Regions from separate parts of the Zea mays genome. Here regions 2 and 3 are each linked to region 1. The links are chromatin contacts, called in public Hi-C maps. All regions are on one chromosome and are shown on one strand. The core of a region is the stretch at or near the end of the contact, and the rest is flanking DNA. Distances in the headings are between cores, read along the strand shown.

What was found. Hi-C and Micro-C count contacts between places; a contact is called where the count stands out from the background.
Region 2: a contact with region 1 is called in a Hi-C map of ear, with 2.2 times the contacts expected there. The contact joins the promoter of LOC100284037 here to the promoter of LOC541998 in region 1. A contact is called at or near these places in 2 of 25 Hi-C or Micro-C datasets (ear and tassel).
Region 3: a Hi-C map of ear shows a contact between it and region 1, with 2.3 times the contacts expected there. The contact joins the promoter of LOC100284084 here to the promoter of LOC541998 in region 1. A contact is called at or near these places in 3 of 25 Hi-C or Micro-C datasets (ear, leaf and tassel).

What each region holds. Positions count from the first base shown.
Region 1 is chr1:121,468,242-121,471,213 of Zm-B73-REFERENCE-NAM-5.0, reverse strand. It overlaps LOC541998 (auxin import carrier 1), which reads left to right and starts at 1,447. Exons shown (of 3, transcript NM_001111647.2): 1 at 1,447-2,346. The coding sequence starts at 1,490.
Region 2 is chr1:121,014,182-121,017,153 of Zm-B73-REFERENCE-NAM-5.0, reverse strand. LOC100284037 (thaumatin-like protein 1) reads left to right here and starts at 1,378. Exons shown (of 3, transcript NM_001156935.1): 1 at 1,378-1,667; 2 at 1,775-2,471. The coding sequence starts at 1,610.
Region 3 is chr1:121,179,104-121,182,075 of Zm-B73-REFERENCE-NAM-5.0, reverse strand. It overlaps LOC100284084, which reads left to right and starts at 1,440. Exons shown (of 1, transcript NM_001156982.2): 1 at 1,440-2,406. The coding sequence starts at 1,499. The coding sequence ends at 2,392. It overlaps LOC109611595, which reads right to left and starts at 2,566. Exons shown (of 2, transcript NM_001348346.1): 1 at 1,524-2,566; 2 at 596-954. The coding sequence starts at 2,551. The coding sequence ends at 759.

The DNA of each region.
Region 1 (2,972 bases), core at 198-2,697:
CCGCTCGCCAACACGACCTCCATATGCAAAATTTAGATCACAAACTCAACAATCTCTACCTTGAGACAAATTCCATCTTGTAGCCATAACATATAATCAACTTTCTGAATAATAGAAGAAACAAACTGCTGGTGCCAACATAGCCACTAGGGCTAAGCAATTATACCAATTAAGTTCGAGCAAAGCTCAAACTTAACCCCAGAAACATGTTTAGTCATCATGGAAGCTAGATTGAAGTGTGTATTGATCATGTATACCCTTAATTTACCTTCCGTAACTATTTTCCGGATATAATGATACTTAATATCAATGTGTTTTGTCCTCGTTTGAAACATTTGATCCTTTGTAAGATAAATAACACTCTGACTGTCAGACCAATGTAAATAATGATGACGGCCTAAGCCTCCCGTCGATGGGCCTCCACTTCTCTCGACAACGTGAGTTCCATATGCAGAATTTAGATTACAAACTCAACAATTGATATCCAATTAAGTCACACTAGGATACTAACATATATAAATAAATCTGGGAGCCGAGGTCAGCAATAGTGAGTTGCTAAAGACAAGAGGGGATGGGAGACGGCGATGAGAATATGGGTTGCGTTGGAGGTGAGCAGAATTTTAGGCTGGCGCCGGCTACATTTGATAACAAAAGAAAAAAAAGAATGGAAGCTTGATCTAGCTTGTGTAGAATAATGCAATAATGCAAGGATTATTTGCACGTGCCCCACAACATAATTATATATACAGAGAAAAGAAACATTTTTCAATATAACATATATTCTTGTTTCAAGTTGTGTTCTTCCATCCAAAATATGTAAATGGTATATGTGATAAAAACATGCAAGGGACGATGTGAGGAGAAGATCCAAGCCATGGAACACGCATCCAACGGACAAACACGTTCAGTTGGATCTTTTAGAGACATCACTCGAGTGATGCACATACTTTCCCGGCCCCAAAAGAAAAAAAAAGGTGATGTGCATGCATACATGCATTGCCCCCGGCCCACTTAGGGCTTGTTCGGTTATTTCCAATCCATACGGATTAGAGGGGATTGATACGGATTGGAGGGGATTTTGACTTACTGGAGATTGAAACCCCCTCAATCCCCCTCAATCCATATGGATTGGGGTAGAACCGAACAAGCCCTTATAATGTGTCCAGGCAGAACACTTTCTTCGTATGCTCTAGCAATGCACGCTGCTCCGTCCTTGCTTTCCACGGGATTTTTCACCACGTCTTTTGATCACCCGCTCCTTTCGTTTGCTTTCTTGAACCCAAATAGGATCGAGTAATACTATATATTAATGATAAAATAAAGAGAGGCGGGTAGCAGCCACGTACAGTACAGCCCCAGCCCCAGAGGCCCCGCGGCCCGGCATGAAAAGAAAGGACGCTGGGTTTCTTTATGCCCCAGCTGCTGGAGTGCTGTCTCCCCCCCGGGACATCGCCTCTCCATATATACGACACCCCCGCTCCCCCCTGCAATGCACACAACACCAGTAAGCAAGCACCGCCAGCACGCACAAGCAGGCAAAGCTCTCGACCATCGCTCTGAGGGATTAATGGCGGCGGGAGGAGGAGGCGGCGGCATCGCCGACGAGAAGGCCCCTGCTGCTGAGGCGTTCGGCGGGCACCTGGAGGCGGCGGAGATGACGGAGGCGGAGGAGGAACACAGCGGCGTCAAGTCCCGGCTGTCGGGTCTGCTGTGGCACGGCGGGTCGGCGTACGACGCGTGGTTCAGCTGCGCGTCGAACCAGGTGGCGCAGGTGCTGCTGACGCTGCCCTACTCGTTCGCGCAGCTGGGGATGCTGAGCGGCGTGCTGTTCCAGCTCTTCTACGGCCTGCTGGGCAGCTGGACGGCGTACCTGATCAGCATCCTGTACCTGGAGTACCGCACCCGTCGGGAGCGCGAGAAGGCCGCGGACTTCCGGAACCACGTGATCCAGTGGTTCGAGGTGCTGGACGGGCTGCTGGGCCGGCACTGGCGCAACGCCGGGCTGGCCTTCAACTGCACCTTCCTCCTCTTCGGCTCCGTCATCCAGCTCATCGGCTGCGCCAGCAACATCTACTACGTCAACGACCGGCTGGACAAGCGGACGTGGACCTACGTCTTCGGCGCCTGCTGCGCCACCACCGTCTTCATCCCCTCCTTCCACAACTACCGCGTCTGGTCCTTCCTGGGCCTCGTCATGACCACCTACACCGCCTGGTACATGGCCGTCGCCTCGCTCGTCCACGGACAGGTCGAGGGCGTCCAGCATTCGGGGCCCACAAGGATCGTACTCTACTTCACCGGGGCGACCAACATACTCTACACGTTCGGGGGACACGCGGTCACAGTGTGAGTATATCTCTGTCCTGTTAGCCTAATTAATCGCATCATTAGTTTATCAGTCTGTCCCTTGATTACTCCTAATCGGCTAGTAGTAGTAGTAGTTAATTAACAGTAAAAAGGCACAGTAGCTCATATGCATGCGCGTGCGACGTGCGTGCGCGCACGCTACACGGCTGCACGCTCTGCCCTCGCGGCTCGGCACATGCATGCTGCTTGGGAATGATGCGGGCCCCATGTGTTTTTCTTGGGGACCACTGACATGCATATATATGGGGGGGATTAAATAAATGGCCATGACGGCGACAAAGATAAAAGAGAGCAGAGCAGTGTCGGTCTTGCTGCCGCTCTCAGTTCTAACTTCTCATCGCCGGCAAGTGCTAGTGCTAATGCTACTACTAGGTGCGTGGTGTAGTAGCTTAAAGGACATACAGACCCTCCCACAACGCAACAAGGACACGACCGTTGCATGTACTGTACGTATAATACATGAGGTACATGGGTCCCCCTGTTCGGCTGTTCACTTCCGTCCATCGGTCATATGGAGGGAGACCCATGCACAGCACAGATGCATGCATGCATGCATGCCACCGACACATGGGTCCCAGCCTGCCACGAGGCACCATGACTCGTTG
Region 2 (2,972 bases), core at 129-2,628, 450 kb after region 1:
GTATCAGCCGTCCTCCCCTGGCAAATTAAGGGGCTGTTTAGTTTGCTGCCTAACTTGTCATAGTTTGCCACGCCTAAGGTTAGACAAGTTTGACCAAGTTATGCATGTGCTTGGTTTGAAGCCATAGTTATGGCAAGATTTTTCTCCTGCTACGTAGGTCCCACTCGTCAATGACTAATAAAAGTGTGGCAAGATTCTCTTAGGCGTGGCAAACTGTGGCGCAAAATTTGAGTGCCTAACCTTAGGCACCTTAGGCAAGTGTGGCATAAAATTATGTGGTAATTTTTGGCACCATAGGTATAGAACCAAACAACCCCAAATCCCTCTTGAGCATTTGATCGAAAACCTCACGCGCATGGCCCACACCAGCACCGCTTGAGCTGAGCACACAGAGGAGAAAAAAAAAGGAGCCGACGAGCCGTCCGTAAGCAAGCCAGAGCAAAAGGAGCGATTACAGATAAGTGTGGATAACGAGCCGACTCGACTCAGCTCGTCCGAGTTCGAGCTGGCTCATTAAGCTAACGAGCTAGCTCGGCTCGGCTCATTAAGTTAACGAGCCATAGAGTCAGCTCGGCTCGGCTCGTTTACGAGCTCGAGCTGGCTCGTTTAGCTCGCGAGCTAGAACAGAAAAAAAATATGTATATAATAATTAATTTTTAGTTAATTTTATACTAATTTAACAATAGAAAACAGTAATTATACTCCTAGTTTCACAAACCACGTCAATGTAACACCAAATTAGCACAATTCATCACTCATCAATTCACATACATGTTTATCAGTTTAACCCACAATTATATTTGCATAGACCAAATTAACACATAGACATAGTTCATTAATCATTAGTTTAACTCATAGACCATAGACACCTCACACACATATATATATATATATATATATATATATATATAATATGTTCATCAATTATTCTGTAAATGATATGTATATAGTTTTGTTTTGCTGAAATGTGATAGCTCGTTTAGCTCGCGAGCTGGCTCGTTAACGAACCGAGCTAGGATGTCAGTTTAGCTCGTGAAAAAATTTAAACGAGCCGATCTGAACCGATCCGAGCTGACCATAAACGGAACGAGCCAATAAGTCACGAGCATTTCGTCCGGCCCTAATTACAGATGAGAAAAGAAAGAAGCCGGAGAAGTTCATAAGCCGAGCCAGTTCCGTTTCTTTAAGATTTGTGGGCGGACGCGTGTCGTCGATCCAAAGGCAGCTGAAGAGATGCTTTCTACAGTGACAGTAGTCAATTTTTTTTCCTCCTCCAGTGGAGATGGTCTATCAAAGGTAAAAAGCGAGGTAAAGTAATTTGCTGCTATAAGTACAGCCTTAGCGCCTCCCAAAAGATTCCTTCTCGTCCCCGCTCCAGTGGATGCCCCATCCCTCCATTCAAGGTTGGTGGCGGGTGCGCCGGTGTCTCTCTCAGCCCCTCGTCAACCGGATGGTCACACTGCCACGCCATCGCTACACGCAGTAGTAACTGCACTGGCATAGCGACACGGCAGGCACACGCTTCTTCCCCGTGCTTGCAGTCGCAGTGCAGCTGTTCCCACACTACACCCCGTCAGTCTCGGCCACTGCATAGTCTCAAGAAGCAGAAATGGAGTTGCCAAGATCCATGGCCGTTCTTGTGCTCGTGTTCGTCGTCTTGTGCCGAGGTAATGATCTCTCGGCAAATCGACCGAATGTTTCCTTCTTTAACGAGATCTTGCGTGGTCACCAGCAATGGCGGGTGACCAAGCTGAAGCATTCTCGTTTGTCGCAGTGGGGGAGGCGGCGACGTTCACGTTCGTGAACCGGTGCACGGACACGGTGTGGCCGGGCGTCCTGTCCAACGCCGGGAGCCCAAGGCTGGAGCCCACGGGGTTCGAGCTCCCGCCGGGCGCGGCGCGCGCGGTGCCGGCGCCGGCGGGCTGGTCAGGCCGAATGTGGGCGCGCACGGGCTGCTCCCAGGATGGCGGCACGGGGCGGCTCGTCTGTGCCACGGGCGACTGCGGCTCCGGCTCAGCCGAGTGCTCGGGCGCGGGCGCGGCGCCGCCGGCCACACTGGCCGAGTTCACGCTCGACGGCAGTGGCGGGCTGGACTTCTACGACGTCAGCCTCGTGGACGGCTACAACCTCCCCGTGCTGGTGGAGACCTCCGGCGGCGGAGGCTCCACGGGGCCAGCCTCGTGCGCCGCGGCCGGGTGCGCGGCGGACCTGAACGCGATGTGCCCCGCCGAGCTCCGAGCCGGGGGCGGCGGCGCGTGCCGGAGCGCGTGCGACGCGTTTGCGCGGCCCGAGTACTGCTGCAGCGGCGCCTTCGCGTCCCCGGCGGCGTGCCGGCCGACGGCCTACTCGCAGGTGTTCAAGACCGCGTGCCCGCGCTCTTACAGCTACGCATTCGACGATCCCACCTCCACATTCACCTGCGGCGGCGGCCCGGACTACACCGTGACATTCTGCCCCGGCGCCACCCCAAGGTCCGGCCTTTGATTTCACTCGCCCTTCTTTTCTCGCACCATTGCCTGATTTATTGGTCACTCCCATCGTACACTTGCAATTTCTCGCTCTCTCTAGAGAGAGGGAGAGAAAGAGACTATGAAACAAGATTTGGCACTGCGTTTCTGCCAAGTTTGTCTGGATCTGTGGATGGGTTCTTGGCTTGTGAATGTGGGGTTGATCTGCCGCAGCTCTTTTTTACCGTGCCTGCCAGCTAGTCTACACTATACTACACAGCCTTCTGTCGTCCTTTAGCTCCTCTTGTCACTAAAACAGTCAGAGGTTTCTGACTCACCGCAAGATTTCCAGCTATTAATTACCTACTAAACCAGTACTTAGCTAATTGTTGTTAACAAGATTGACATTGTCAGAGATTTCTGGCTTCTCTGCGAGAAGTTGAAGACTTGAAATAGTTTAAGGCATTATCTAGTAATGCAATCTACTACTAATCTTATTTGTATTCCTAGAAAGCCGAAAGACAA
Region 3 (2,972 bases), core at 191-2,690, 290 kb after region 1:
GACACGGGAGAGACCAAGGGCATGTTTGAGTATTCTAATAATATTATATATACACAATACCTACTTAGGAGCCAAACATCCCTCATTTTCAGTACATATTCGCCTTAAAATCTGAGCATCTGGTTGAACTCACATAGTATGAAATAATGGACATGTCATCGAAGGCTAGAATCTAAGCGTTCTCAAACGTAGCCCTACAAACCTACGTGTTTCATGCGTAACGCAAGACAGTAGAGATTGTTGTGTTATTTTATTTTCTGTATGTGACGTGCAGATATTTAACTAGTGTCAATACACGAGTCCAGGAATATAGCCGGCTCGCGACAACACGTTGATTATTTAGCACCCGAGCACTCCCAATCATTCACTGGCATAGTTGCTGTCGGTTGTTGAAAAATGTTGAGAGCGTAATGAAGTGTGAGAAGAAAGAAGCTTAAATTTTGATTATCCCCCCAATCGAATCAATCAACCAATAATCGCTTTTGAGGTTACAGCACATCCTCCCGATGCATACGACCTAACTAGGAGAAAGAACAGTGAAAGAATTGCCCCACACCACCTGTAGTCTCTGCCCAACGGATGAAAAGAATATTTTCGAAGCCAAAAAACAAAAGAAGAAATTCTACTCGTCCTACCTAAGCTACAAGCCTAGAATACTATGCTCATGTTCCGTCGCAGTCGCTAGGGGCTCAACATACTGTATGTATGCTCACCGGTCTTCTGATAAGCGTGGCCCACCTGACAGCGATGATGACCGGTCACAGGCGAGTCGAGCGCGAGAGCGCGAGCGCGACGGCTGCTGTGATGGTGACGGTGACGGCGAAGAGAGAGTTGGCAGATGAGGCGGCGGCGCTGCTGGTCTGTGTGTTGCCGCCGAAGAAGACCATGGTGGTGCCGTTGTTCAGCTGCTGCGGTAACCCGGCGGCCTGAGGGTTCTGCCCCGTCGACTTCACGCTGTTGCATGTATTCAAATGGTCAGTGTCACAGCTACTACAAGGTAGTATTATATTAGGAACTGCTAGCGACCCAAGAGTACATACATACTACTACAATTGTGCTCATAATACAGTACATATAACTAAGACATGCAAGCATGTTATTGTTTGTGCTCATATAGTCATACTACACTGTGTCTGTATTTGACCTGCTGTGGGCCGTGCCAACTCTGCCTGGCCCAAAGGACCGAACAAGCAGCATCCTTGTCCTGCTCCTGGACCACGTTGTGAAAGCCCAAACGGCCGAACAGCAGCATCCTTGACTCCTTGTCCTGCTATGACCACGTGGACAGCTTGCTAGCCGTTGTTTCTCACTAGCCGTTGGTAACTTACCTCCTCGAAATGCGTGACTAACCCAACCCCCACCTGTCACTACTAGTCACACAACAATTACTCCTGCAGTACGTTCTGACAGCAGAATGGTGTGCAACTTGCTAATATTATCTTTTATCAGTCATTTCTAACTACTGTATTATACTGATAATGGTACGTACTAATGAAGGATGAAAGTGCGTGTGGTGGTACTACCTGGTGGGCACGGCGGGGCAGAAGGTGATGGTGTAGTCGGTGCTGCCGGCGGCGCAGGTGAATGTGGAGGTGGCGTCGTCGTACGCGTAGCTGTAGGCGCGCGGGCACGCGGTCTTGAAGAACTCGGAGTAGGCCGACGGGCGGCACGCGGTGGGGGTGCCGTACGCGCCGCTGCAGCAGTACTGCGCGTCCCCGAAGGCGTCGCACGCGCTCCGGCACGCCACGGGCCCGTCCGCCGCGGCCTCCACCCGCAGGCCCGCCGGGCACGCGGAGTTCAGCTCCGCGGCGCACCCCGTCGGCGCGCACTTGCCGCCGGCTGCCGTGGTGGAGGCGCTGCTGGGCGCGACGATCATGGGCAGGTTGTACCCGTCCACGAGGCTGACGTCGTAGAAGTCCAGCCCGCCGCTGCCGTCCAGCGTGAACTCCGCCAGCGTCGCGGGCGGGGCGGCGCCGCCGCCGCTGCACTGCACGTCGCCGGACCCGCAGTCCCCCGTGGCGCACGCGAACCGCCCCGTGGCGGCGTCGGCGGCGCAGAGCGTGCGGCCCCAGAGGCGGCCCGACCACCCCGCGGGCGCCGCCACGGCACGGGACTCCGAAGGCGCCAGCGCGAACCCCGTGGTGGGCAGCGGCGCGGAGCCCGCGCTGGACAGCAGCCCCGGCCACACCGTGTAGCCGCAGTTGTTCGCGATGGTGAACGTCGCCGACCGCGCGCCGCGCAGCTGCAGGACCAGCAAGAGCGCCGCGAATGCCCGGCGCCAAGAAGGCACGGCTGCCGTCGCCGCCATTTCGCTTGTGGAATGCTGATGCGTGCTTGCAGCTGGAGACCCTGGCAGCAGCGTGCTTGGGAAATCCAGCCGATGGATGGATGACGGTGCTAGGATGGATGACGGTGCTAACAGCCAATCCATGGATGGGGTATTTATAATGTAACTAGCCGGTGGAGGATGGCGACAATTGAAGCGCAGGTGAAGCAGGGGAGGAGGAGCTGGCTGCGAAGCGGAGCAGAGCTGGAGTCTGGAGAGGTGCATCGGTGCGTTGTGTCTTACGTGGACGCGGACTTTTGTCTTTGACTCGTGTTCCCATAGAGAGAGAGAGCTCGCTCCTGCCGCTTGGAAACTGACCAGTCTAGTCTTATCTACCACTCCTACTCGTAGAAGCGACTAATATAAATAAATTAATAGAGGATTTAAAAAGAGCAGCAACGGTGGCAAAGTGGTCAAAGCTTAATTCGGCAGCCATTAGCAGCAGTGGCTTCGCGTCTGCAACCCACACCTACTATGACAGCTTGTATTACGTCACTAGCAGCTAGTAATTGACTGTCTGTAAAGTACTTGCAGTTTCGTAAAATGGTGTCGCTCCCTTGATCATACTAGTACTAGTATATAGTACTCACTCGGTACTGCTATATGTAAATTTTGGAAGAATATCTGCTACTTTTCTAATTCTAAA